Regions from separate parts of the Callithrix jacchus genome. Here regions 1 and 3 are each linked to region 2. A link is a contact called in public Hi-C data. All regions are on one chromosome and are shown on one strand. The core of a region is the stretch at or near the end of the contact, and the rest is flanking DNA. Distances in the headings are between cores, read along the strand shown.

What was found. A called contact is a pair of places that touch in the nucleus more often than the background predicts.
Region 1: a Hi-C map of skeletal muscle shows a contact between it and region 2, with 4 times the contacts expected there. The contact joins two enhancer-like sites. A contact is called at or near these places in 2 of 3 Hi-C or Micro-C datasets (induced pluripotent stem cells and skeletal muscle).
Region 3: a contact with region 2 is called in a Hi-C map of skeletal muscle, with 17 times the contacts expected there. The contact joins two enhancer-like sites. A contact is called at or near these places in 2 of 3 Hi-C or Micro-C datasets (both in skeletal muscle).

The regions. Positions count from the first base shown.
Region 1 is chr1:203,379,883-203,384,418 of calJac240_pri, forward strand. The region is part of intron 7 of SYN3 (synapsin III); the gene reads left to right. Among named protein-coding and RNA genes, the nearest start is that of TIMP3, 120 kb to the left of the region's middle. Within about 2 kb of position 3,014, at least 2 of the 16 cell types and tissues checked have an H3K27ac peak or open chromatin away from gene starts, as enhancers often do. A contact at or near this core is called in skeletal muscle, where this site is marked.
Region 2 is chr1:203,084,902-203,089,017 of calJac240_pri, forward strand. All of the region lies in intron 2 of SYN3 (synapsin III), which reads left to right. Among named protein-coding and RNA genes, the nearest start is that of SYN3, 68 kb to the left of the region's middle. Within about 2 kb of position 1,955, at least 1 of the 16 cell types and tissues checked has an H3K27ac peak or open chromatin away from gene starts, as enhancers often do. A contact at or near this core is called in skeletal muscle, where this site is marked.
Region 3 is chr1:203,495,220-203,499,399 of calJac240_pri, forward strand. SYN3 (synapsin III) reads left to right here. Exons shown (of 16, transcript XM_078339168.1): 12 at 625-727. Among named protein-coding and RNA genes, the nearest start is that of FBXO7, 50 kb to the right of the region's middle. Within about 2 kb of position 1,987, at least 7 of the 16 cell types and tissues checked have an H3K27ac peak or open chromatin away from gene starts, as enhancers often do. A contact at or near this core is called in skeletal muscle, where this site is marked.

The sequences.
Region 1 (4,536 bases), core at 1,764-4,263, 300 kb after region 2:
CCTCTCCAACGGCTAATGCTGTAAGAAACAAAACTCACCTTGTGGAAGAAGCCACAAAGCCACTATGAAAAAGACTGAATCCAAACTATAGAGAAGTAGGATTAAGAGACACAGAGGATCCCTGTTTCCAGCTTTTCAGAGACCCAGCATCATTTCTGGACTTACTATAACTTGAATGTTTAATCCTCTCTCTCTTTTGTGCTTAAATTAATTAATTAAGCAGGATCTCTTCCCCCTTATAGCCTAAAGCCAAAATACACCAATGTAATCAGATCCCCTCAGACTTTTTTGTATCCAGTCCTCAAATCTCTATTCTCTTTTTTGTGAAATGTATTTTACTATAATATAAAACTCAGTGCATGTAAGGGAGATATATCTAGTTTTAATTTCTATATTGGGAACAAGAAAACTTAGAAGCATTTAAGTTAGGGGAAAAGATAGAAATAAAACGAATCTTATTACCAATTCTGATATCTTCCCAAGAAACCACGATTATGTATATAAATTGGTATAAGTAACAGAAGCCCAAAATAATATTCCTTAAACATGATAAAAGTTTAAATTTTTTGTGCAGTGAAGTCCAGAAGTAAGCAGTCTAGGGTTAGTATAATGGTACTGTTCCATGAAGACCTCAGGGAGCCAAGCTCCTTCTAGCTTGTTGCTTTCATTGCATTCTCAGTTTTCTTATCTGAAAAGTACACGTGTTGCTATACCTGCCTCACGGCCCAAGATGGCTGCCTTATCCTGCCATCCCATCTGCATGTCAGCCAACAGGAAGAAAAAAAGAATGAAAAAGAAGGGAGAGAATGCATCAGCTCCCCTCTAAGGAAGTCTCCCAGAAGTTGTCAGATGACACTTCCACTTAAATCTTACTCACAAGAACATAATCACAGGCTACAACTAATTTGAAAACAGTCTGGAAAATATAGCCTTGACTCTGGACAACCATGTATAAAACTACAAATTAAGAGTTTTTTAACCTTGGAAAAAGTGAGAATGGGCATTAGAGAACAATGTCCCCATGATTACTGTCACTGTTATGCTTTCTTCTTTGACAGGTTCTGCCATCTTTCTAGTGGTCACTCTAACTGTTGCAAATGACAGCCCTTCTCTTTTCTCTGATGCCTAATTTGCATACACTAGTGTTTATGACTTCAAACTAGAGAAGTAATGTTTAAAGCTAGAGAAGATATAATGAACCTTACTTGGAGGTTGGGACCAAATGGATCCCTTGGAGAATTCAGGAATAGACCATGGGGTTCCATTTTTCTCTTCCCAAAGATTTTTCTCCCTAATCCTCATCAACCTGCTGCCCCATAAGGAATGACAAGCTAGAAAGCTCCCCCAACACATGTCAGAGTGTGTCACTCCTCTATTAAAAACCTCTCAATGGTTTATCATCTTATTGTAAAAAACGGCCCAAACCAAACAAACAGCAAAGCAGCCACAGAGCCTGAGAGCAGTCAGCCCAGGGTTTTAGGACCTTACCCGTTTTGTCCCCTTTGTCCACTCTTTCACTCTGCTCTGGCAGAAAAGAAAGAGTTTCTTTTCTTTTCAGATAAGAAAACTGAGAATGCAATGAAAGCAACAAGCTAGAAGGAGCTTGACTCCCTGAGGTCTTCATGGAACAGTGCCATTATACTAACCCAAAAAATTTTATTATCCCACCCCTATTTTATTAGAGAAAAATATCCCCTGATAAGACCCTTATAAGAGCAAGTCTGATTCACTCCTCATTTTTTTTTTGAGAGTCTTGCTCTGTTACCTAGGCTGCCAGTCTGGAGTGCAGTGGCACAATCTCGGTTCACTGCAACATCTGCCTCCCAGGTTCAAGTGATCCTCCTGCCCAGCCTCTTGAGTAGCTGGTAGTACAGGCATGTGCCATTGCACCCAGCTAAATTATGTCCCTTTTTGTCTTATTCGCAGACTTAAGAGCCAAATCTCAGGCAGGGCAACATACAATCTCTCTTCCTTCCTCCCTTCCTTACTTTCTTCTTTCATTACGTCTTCCTCACTCACTCACTCCCTTCCTCCCTTACTTCCTTCTTCATTCCTTCTTCTTCCCTCCCTCCATTTTCCCCTTTCTTTCTTCTCTCCTTCCTTCCAGGATGTTTTCTGTAAGACTGAAGGGATTATACTATGCATATCATTTGACACTTAGTTTTTTCAAGATGACAAATATCTTGACATATTTTTTCCATCAGCCTGCAGTAGCCTATGGTACTAAAGTTTATTAAACGAGCCCCTGTTGATCATAGAAAAGTGTTGCAAAGTCGTGGCATGCGTGTCTTTGCACCCTTGCTCAGGTTCTGGGTAGGACAAGTTCCTTGAAATGGATTGCTGGGTCAAAGGGGATGCACATTTCAATTTGCCAAATTGCTGGGTTGCCTTCCAAATACATACCACTGTATACTTTGGTGTGTGTTCATTTTAATCTCTGTAATACATCATATAAGAGAGCTCTCCTTCTGCATTTTGCTTAGTTTTTTGGAAAAGTAAAAGTCAATTCAGGTCGGGAAAGGAGAAGATTGGGGAAGGCTTCCATGAGGAGGTCACTTTTCAACCAGACCTTGAAGGATGGCATGGTATTCAGAGAAACAGACAAAGGACATTCCAGGTAGAGGCTGGAATATGGAGTCAAAGACATTCTTGGAGCTTTGTCGAGGTGGGGAGGTAGTTCATTATTCTTTGGTAAATTCTTGGCCATAATGTTACTTAGACCACAGCCCACTACAAGGCAGATTTAGATACTTGAACAAAACAGACAAACAAGCGATCACATTTCAACAGGGGGAAACAGACAATAAACAGAAAATAAAGTCAACTAGATGGCATGTTAGATGGAGATAAGTGCTTTGGGAGTAAAAATCAGGGATAGGAGATGGGTAATGTTCATGGGGAGCAAAAGGGGCTGCTGTGTTAAACAAGGTAACTAGAAAAGGCCTCATGAGAGGGTGATAATGACCCATAGCAAGTGAAGGAAGGAGCCTTCCAGATTCCTGGGGAAGAGCATTCCAGGGAGAGGGGCAGCAGTGACAAAGGGCCTGAGGTGGGAGAGTCCTCAGTGAATTAGGAGAACAAGAAGGTCACATGGCCAGAGCAGAGTGAAAGAGTGGACAAAGGGGACAAAAAAGATAAGGTCCTAAAACCCTGGGGGCTGACTGCTATCAGGTTCTGTGGCTGCTTTGCTGTTTGTTTGGTTTGGGCCGTTTTTTAGAATAAGATGATAAACCATTGAGAGGTTTTTAATAGAGGACTGACACACTCTGACATGTGGTTCAAGGAGATCCTTCTGTGTAAGAGAGAGATAAGGACCAAAATGAGACCAATCCAAAGGTTACTGGCATAATGCAGGTAACTTGGACCAAGGTGAAGCAGTAATGGTAGTGGAAAATTACCATATTCTGAATGTATTTTGAAGGTAGAGTCTTTAGGATTTGCTCATGAATTGGGTGTGAGGTGTAAGAGATGAGGAAGCATCAAGATAGCTGTAGAGTTTTGACCTGATGCTGCCATTAACGGAAGTAGAACTCAGTTTGGAGCTGGGGAGAGTCAAAGGCTCAGTTACAGATATTAATGTGTGGTTTCTTTAGACATCAGAGTGCTGTCAAGTAAGCAGTTGGACATGTTAGAACAAATTCAGGGAGAGGTCAGGGCTAGAAATATAAACAGATGAGTCATCAGCATATAGATAGCATTAAGAGTCATTAGGCTACATGAGGTTACCAAAGGAATGAGCATGGACAGAAAAAGAGAAAAGGTCTGAGAGTTGACCCCTGAGACACTGTTACAAAGTCAGGAAGGTGGGAGCGGGGAGCCTGTGATGGGGACCAGCTAGCAAGGTAGGACATTGGGTCCTAAAGGCCAAAAGACATGAGCTAGCAAGGTAGGACATTGGATCCTAAAGGTCTAAAAGACATGAGTGTTTGATAGAAGAGCATGTGATTAAACACTGCTGCTGACTATTTGCAACTGCAGAAATACGAAACCAGCCCAAAGGCTCATTAATCAACGAGATTAATGGATAAAAATCTGTGGTATATACCATGGCATACTACTCAGCCATAAAAAGGAATAAAATAATGGCATTTGCAACAACCTGGAATTGGAAACCATTATTCTAAATGAAGTAACTTGGGAATGGAAAACCAAACATCATATGTTCTCACTCATGAGTGGGAGCTAAGCTATGAGGATGTAAAGGCGTAAGAATGATACAATGGGCCAGGTGCAGTGGCACATCCCTGTAATCCCAGCACTTTGGGAGGCCAAGGCAGGTGGATCACCTGAGACCAGGAGTTCAAGACCAGCCTGGCCAAAATGACAAAACCCTGTCTCTATTAAAAATACAAAAATTAGTTAGGTATGGTGGCACATGTCTGTAGTCCCAGGTATGTGGGAGGTTGAGGCATGAGAATGCCTTGAACCAGGAGGCAGAGGTGGTGGCGAGCCAAGATGGTGCCATTGCACTCTAACGTGGGTGACAGAGCAGGCTCTGTCAAAAAAAAAAAGAATTATACAAGGGACTTTGGGGAT
Region 2 (4,116 bases), core at 705-3,204:
CTCATTGAGACCACAGCTGCTTGGGTGGTATTAGTAGTAGTGCAAAGTGCTTTGGGTTCCAGGTTAGAATCAAGTTGAGGGCTGCCAGTTGTGTAGGTTGGCCTCAGAACATGCCCCCACATCGCAATGGCTGTAGATCTGTAAATTTATTACATTGGTGTGCCAGTAGATGGCAGTCAAGTGTCTCCAGGAAAGGCCACCCTACAGACAGTTGTTCTTTACGGGGTCAGCAAACATTTGTTAAGCCTATGTCCTCGGCCCTAGCTCATAATGCCGGATATTGGAGACACATTGAGCATTGAGACTCAGTTTCTAGTTTCCAGGAGCTCATAGACTAGATGTTTGGGGGCAGAGGATGGATAAGTGATGCGTAGTGACAACGTGGAGTGGTAAGGGCTGGAATGTCTGTCAGTGCACCGTCCTGTAGGAAGGGAGGACACTCAGCTCAGCCAGGGAAGGGGTGCTATCAAGGAATACTCAGCAGAGTAGATATCACTCATGGGGATCTTGGAACACGAGAAAGAGGCAACCAAAGAAGCGCCAAGCAGAGAGGATGGCCTGTGCAGAGGCTTAGAGGCATGACAGCACAGGGAGTATTTAGAGAAGCGCAGGAAGTTGAATGTGGCCATGAGGTAGACGGAAGTGAAAGGGGTAAGTGGACCCCAGCCAGCAGGCTCCAGATGATGAAGGATGCCAGGGCTCTGGACTGGATCCAAAAAACCTAAAGATCACTTAGAGAGTATCTCCAGGAGAGGCTGGAAATTCTTCCATCTAGTGTTTGAATACCCAGATCACTCATGTGACTTTGAGCAGAGACTTCTCCATCTGGAACATATGGGGAGTGATCCCTGCCCTACCACCCCTCAGGGTTGGCATGAAGGTCAAATAGGAAGAAGGATGTGAAGGGGCTGGCTGTCCTTATAGACCAAGGCCACCTCTTTATCCCCATCACCAGCCATCATTCCTTGCACTTCTGGTACAGATCAAAGTGAGGTGAACCATAATTCTGCTTTGTCATCCTCAAGAGGGTAAGATTGCTTTGTTTATTTGTGGGTCCCCACAACGCAGCCCCCACTAGGCACAGGGTAAACACTCGATAGCTCTTTGCTGTTGTGGATTCTGTATCAGGCTGTGGGCTATACACTTTGGAGCTTACTATATGCCAGGGACTATTTTAAGTGTTTTGTATGTCTTATTCCATGTAATCCTCATAACAACTCTGTGAGGTAGCTGCTACTATTATCATTTTCTAAGTGTAGAAACTGAGGCATGTGGAGTTTGACTTACCCAAGCTTGCACAAGTGAGTGGAGGAGTTGGGGTCGTATCCAGGCTCTCTGTCCTGAATCCACTGTGTTTTCCTCCTTGTTGCATAGAGGATTAAGTCACTTTCTTACCACACCCTTCCCTGGTTGTGACTATCACCACTTGACAAATGAGGAAACTGAAGGCTAAGTGTCTTGTCTTAGAACACATGGTCAGCAAATAGCAGAGCTAAGATTTTGCCCAAGCCCGTATGATTGCAAATCCATGTTTTTTTCCAGTATGCTAGTGATTGTAATCATAGGTTACCATTCCCATTTCCAGGCCCAGCCAGTACTTCTTTTAAATTTGGAGCTTGGATTAAAAGCAAATGACTTGTTTAAATCCAAGAGGGACACCTACCTTGGATCCTGCTCTGGCCCTTATTAGCCACACCTCTCTTGACAGGACGAGGAGTTAGGACAGAGGGGATGTACCTACAAAGACCCTGCAAATTGTACTCTTAGGCCCTGACCTGTGTACCCAAACTCTAGAATTTCCTCCTCAAAGAGACCTTAGCTCAACTTCAGGTCCTATATAAGGCCAATTCCTTGGTCCAACCTTTATGGGGTGGCCAAGGACAACCATTTGGGGAGGGGAAGGGAGTAGAAGAAGCTTGGCCACGTGGTCTGGGCCATCTACATACCCCCACCAGGAGCCTCAATGGTGCAGGACAGAGGAGAGTGGGTGGAGAATTAGGGAGGATCTTGGGTAAGGTCTGAGAACCAAAAGGTGTCAATCCCCATGCTGCCATGTGCTGGGTAGAGTGCAAAAAATTCTGAGAAGTCTACATTCTGAGTCTTTAAGGTCATTATGAAGTTGTGTCTGTCAAGGAAGGGAGACAGACATCTTTTATTCGAATGTTTGCTGGCTTGATTTTGTCAATTTTAAATATTAGACATATGACACATAGGTTTCCATTTGTTGCTTTGCCCCAGATGCTGCAAATACTAGACATGGACCTGTCCTGGTGTCTGGAATTTGCTGATACTACCTTTAAGGATTCCTGATAAAGTTCACAAACCGTGTGAAAAGATTCTCTTTGCATGAGGCTGTCCACACAGGTATTTTATTGAAGACCATTGCTGAGAGAAAAAAATAAAAATCTTGCTTCTGAGTCCCACTAATAGTTCCTTTCCTACTAAAGTCCTGCCTAGTTGACATCTAAGCCCATCAGGATATAAGAAAAAGTGGTGCTAATATCAGAGCTGTCAGTCAGTCTTGGGGAGAAATTAACTCCACCGTCATCAGCTAAGAATAGGTAGAGAGACTTTGGAAGCAGACAGGCTGAAGCAGTTAGTGAATTCATAGAAAGGATTCTTTCACAAATGGAAGGCTAAAAAAATGGCTGATGATACCAATCTTCCAAGGAAAAGAATAGAAGACTAAGAAGATTCTTTAATGCTTAAAAAATTATCCATTAGATATCATCATGTGGCTGCACCCAGCTGATGGGAGCATTGGGATGCACATTTTTATGTACCAGTCTGTAAACTCTCTTACTGCGGAAAAAGGAGAGAATGAATATTAGGAAGCAAAGAGCTGTCTCCGTACCAGAGAAGGTTTGTGGAAATGCTTAACACCATGCCCAGTTCACAGCAAGTCACCAAGAACTATTAGTGTCATCATACCAATAATCAAAAAGAGAAAATGGAAACTTTTGTTACTTTTTGTGAGATGATATCTAAACCCAGAAAGACCCCAATTTTCACTGCTATTTTTCAGAGATGAGCAAAAGCACAAATATGCAATTAGAAGTCCTGGGTTCAAATCCCTTAGGCAAAGTATTTAGTCTCTCAGGGTTTCAGTTTCTTCATCTATAGGTTGGAAATAATAATACCTACTTCATGGTGGTAGTTGTGAGCGTTAAATGAGAAAGGCTGTAGGTTAAACTCTATAGCAGAGTTTCAGGCACAGAGTTGGTACTCAACAAGTGTTTTTTCATTGGTCCCTTTACTCATGTATTCATTCAACAAATACTAATTGAGCTCCTACTAAGTGTTAAGCACTCTGGTAGGTGTTGGGAAGAAAATGATGAAGACAATAGGTTGTTTTTGACCTCAAGGAGCTGTATTATAGTTTAGTGATACACAGGCATTAAACACAGTTACTAATTATAATTAATTATAGTTGTAATAAATAGTATGAAGAAAATGTGAAGAGACTCTCAGTAGAGAGATGAATCATAGGTCAAGATTAGGGTGCTTATGGAGAAAAATGACCAGGTAAGTGAATTTGGGAAATAATTAAAATATAGAATCAGTGAGTACAGAAAGGGAGTAAGAGGTATCAAGGATGATGTCTACATTTCTGTCTTAAGCAATGGGTAGACAGGGTTGTCATGTACTGATGATGGGGAAGACAGAGGCAGGGTTGTAGAAGAAAGTCTATGGAAAGAAGGATGGATGGATGGATGGATGGATGGATGGATGGATAGATGGTAGATGTTCAAAGGAACAAATGAGGACTGCTTCATTAGATAAAGAAAAATAGAGAAATGGGTGAGAGTGGATAGATCTATAATAAGTGTTTGGTGGAGTACATAGGACATATAGGTATAACTCAATAAAACAATACTGCATTATTTATTTATGCAGGATTCTCTTTTTTGGATAGTTAGAATATTTGGATAATGGGCATCACCAAAACATTGACTTTTGTTAAGAACTAAAATGCCATAACATTTTTTAATGTTAAAAGAACACAAAAATATATAGTTGAGAATGAAACTGGATTGAACAAAACTGTATTTTCTAAAGTCTTTAAGTTACACACTTTATAGCAATCATCATTCTTTTATACATTCAACATATTTC
Region 3 (4,180 bases), core at 737-3,236, 410 kb after region 2:
ATCAAGTGGCTGGAAAGGGAACAAAAGCAGTGGGTCTAGAGGGCCGGGCAGAAGCAGCCTGCCAGGCTCCCCAGCCTAACCGCCCCGGGCCAGGGGAAAATGCACCCTTTGTTCCCCACAGCCTTTGGTCCAGCCAGGGCTGGGACTGGAAGGGCAGCCTGGGAGGGATTTCTGGAGCCCTTAGAGCAGCTTTCCCAAGGGAAAAGAGACACAGGTGGCTGAGTGTCTGGGATGGCTCTGGATGGGGGCGAGGCAAGCTCCCCATTACTGTAGAGCCAGCAAGTCCTGGGGTTGGGGGAGATCTCTCCCAAATGTGGTTCCTTGTCTTCCTCGCCCTGCCTATCTCCCCTCCTTCTTGGCTCTCTCTTGTTCTTTCTCTGGGTCTCTCTCTCACTGTCATCTGTGTCCCTGCCTCCCTCCCTCCCTCTCTGTCTCTGAGTCTTGCACTCCAACTCTCTCTCTGTCTTTCTGTCTCTCTTGCTGCTTCTCTGCCTCTCTCCATCTCTGGATGTGTGTGTCACTGTCTCTCCCTGCCTGTTTTTCTATGTGAATCAACTTCTCTCCCTCTACCCCACTTCCCCACTTTCCCAGGCCACTTCACTGTCTGTCCATCTGTCCCTGCAGGTACAGGCTGTGGGTGGACAGCTGCTCGGAGATGTTTGGCGGCCTGGACATCTGTGCTGTCAAGGCCGTCCACAGCAAGGACGGCAGAGATTACATCATAGAGGTGAGAGATGAAGTAGGCAGTCCTCCTGGCTGGTCCAGCCTGGCAGGCGTGCCAGCAGGAGGGAATCCCAGCATGGTCTTTGGCACCATCAGCTGTGTCCTGGCTCTGGGGCACATGCAGCCCAGGTCTCAGTGAGCTGCTTCTGGAGGCTCCTTCTCACACTTAGAGGCATCGAAAGCCTTCATGCCATGACTCAAAACTGAGCCGGGAGACCTCTGGGCATGAGGTTTAACAACGTCCCCAACTCCCAGGCCTAAGGGAAGGGAGAGAGCATCTGGCCAAGTGTCAGCAGGATTCTGTCCCATGAGGCCCCTTCCATTTCCTCAGTGTCCAAGCATGTAAAATGGGCACCCATCCTTGGTCACCATACAAAGAGTCTATCATTTGTTCATTCAACAAACATGACTTTAGGGGGCTCCCATGGGCTAGGCATGGGTGTGGCTCTGGGGATGCAGCATGGACATGATAGACAGGGGGTGCACAGGCTGGTAGGGAAGAGGGTGAGAAACAGTGGCCGAGCATTGAGGGTTTGGAAGAAGGCTGGAGTGGTGCAGGGATATGAATAGAGGGAAAGATGTAGGGAAACAGAATGGTAAGAGAGGGCTCACAGAGGGGCTGTGAGTCCTGGACTCTCTCAAGACCCTCCCAATCCTCCAGCCTCCCATCCCTGCTGCTTCCTCTCCATGCTTCCCTGAATCCCACCACCCCCCACCTCACCTCCATGTCCTTCTGGTGTCTCTCAGGATCCCACAACCCTCCCATCCCCTCCCCAGCCCCTCTTCCCTGCCCCCTACCCCACACCCCATGGCTCTCCACCTCCCCTGCTTTCCCCTGAAAAGGCCCCTCTGGCCTCTCCCACCTCTATAACTTCCCATGTCCACACTCTCAGCCCCAGCTCTGCTCTCAGCCCTCTCCTCCCATGGGCGGTGCTAACGCAAGGCCAGGACACGTGAGGGAGAGCCCTGTGGCTGTCCCCTCCCTGGGGCGTGGGCGGCTAATGGGAAGCACATGGCTGGGGTAACCACAGGAGCCAGCTGGTCCTCTCGTCCCTCATGTCTACCTCACTCCCCAGGGGCCCACGGCTGAGCAGGACCAGGTGACTCAGTGGGTGGGAGCCCAGCCATGCCAGAAGGGTGTTCATGCCCAGGCCTTGGAGGTAGGAGGAGGGAGTCCAGGATGAACACAGCTCTGTCTCCTCCCCAGAGAGGCCAGGAGGCTCCTGCAGGAAGAGCTGCATCTGTATTAGTAGACCCAGTCCCACTCTGGAGAACAGCTCTCTTCTCAAGGCCGGGAATGGCCTTCCCTCCAGCTGCCACACCTGAAACTCCCCCAGTAGCCCCTTCTCCGAGGAGCCATGGAAGGGGCTGGGAACAGATTCCTTGACCTGTATTCCTCCTCCCAGGAGGAGCTGGTCCCCACCTTCCTGGGGATACCGTGGGAGCTTCAGACCAGAGGTAGGGCCAGAACCACCAGCACAGCAGCTCCTAAGACCCCACCCAGCCCTCCTTCCTCTGCATCCCCTCACGGGGACCACCAGACATGAACCCAGATTTGGCACACAAGCCCTCATTCACTGATTCACTGAGCCGCTGCTCTGGGAGCCAGCCCCCACGCCGGTGAACACAGTACAATGGCAAACACAGGGGCAGGGGCCTGTCTCCTGGAGCTCCTGGACTCCCCTGACCCCCAAAAGCCAGCTCCTCCCTTGCACCAGCACTCTCTTTGAGCTCCTGCCTCTCCGAGTCTCAGCTTTCACGCTTAGGAAAAAAAAAAAAAATTCTGTGCTCATGGGCCCAGGCTTCCTGCCTTTAGCCATTCAGAGGGTTGGGGATGAAAGACCTTTCACATTTAAAAAAAAAAAAAAAGTAAAAGTAGTGGGCTTGGACTTCAAAAAACAAGAAAACAACATCTCCCAAAAATGTTCCAGAGGAAAAATGAAAGATAGCTTTTCAGATTTTTTTCCCCCACAAAAACATTGCAGAGCTGTTTCCTTTGCTTTTGAGTTTGGAGTGGGGTCAGGGGAGATGGGAAGCTTGTTACCAGAAATATAAAAGGTATTTTCCCCCAGTTAGGGGAAAAAAAAGGCAGAAGAGGTCCCAAAACACTGGTTTCTTCAGCCACCTCTGTGATGAGAACAGAAAATGTGTGTGAAATGTTTTGTGAAGAGCCTCACAGTGAAATACTCATGGGGAAAGACCCTTGAACTTGTCCTCTCTGACCTGTCCGGGGAATGACTTGGCTCACTGGAAAATGTTTCCCTGGGGAGACCAGCACAGCCACTTCCTTTGGCCGTGTCTACCCTGGGGATTCCAAAATGAACCTCAGCTTCCTTGTGGCTGTTTTCCACTGCAAGGAATGTAGGAAACAGACTGGAGTAAAATGGGGTGGGCAGGGCAGGGGGAGAGAGGACAGGCAGCCTGCAGGAAGCCTGTGTACCTTCGGGGCAGACTCCACAGTCAGAGCTCAGCCAGTGGTGACTGAGAGACTGTCCCTGTTGGGGGCACTGGGATCCCAGAGTCCCGAATCTCAGGTACCACCTGCACAGAGCTCAGGACTCTTCTAGAAGTAGTATTCACTTTCTGAAGCTAGCCTTTCAGTTTCCTAATCAAAGTGGGTGCTTAAACTCACAGATCCCTGCAAGTCCTAGCTGGAAGGGTCTTAGCAGCTGCCCAAACCCCTCAGTTCACTGTTGAGAAAAAAAATAGGCCTGTAGAGGAAAAGAAACTTGCTCAAGACCACACAGCAAGTCCACCACAGAAGCTAAGCCTGGAACCCAGGTTCCCTCTTCCCAGTTCTTACCCTGGTGTGCTGCTCCAATGGTTAGTGGGAATTAGCCTGATGCAGTGGGAGGAACATGGGTTCTGGATGCTGTGTCCTTGACCTTGCCACTTCTTTGACCCTCTGCTTCCTTATCATTACAATGAGGATAATAGTACCTGCCTCAAAGAGCTATTCTGAGGTTTATTAGAGATCCTCCATACCTGATGCTTAGAATAGTGCATAGCACATCGGAAGTCCCCCATAAAATACAGCGCTTCTTAGTATCCTTATCCTTATGAGCAGGGCTTATTGCAAGGGCCTCTTATTCCTCCACTACACAGATATCTACTGGCAGCACACCTGTTTAACAGGATGCAGGCCCATGCCTGACCTTGGGGGCTCACAGTCTGATTGTGGAGACATAGTAAGCAGGGGGTGACAGTGCTGTGGATAAGCTGTCCAGTGTGAAACCAAGTGAGGCCGGCACACTACAGATGTGAGGTGGCTCATAGAGCTTGCACAGTCAGAAAGGGCTTCCTGGAGGAAGACCTACTTAACCGTTCCCTGCTGGATGAAAAGGAGTTGGCCAGGTAAAGAGTAGGTAGAGGGAATACATAAGAACCTGGAGAAGAGAGAAAACCTAACGAGTCCAGAGCAGGGGAACAGGTCGCCACTCCTACAGTGGAGCAAAAA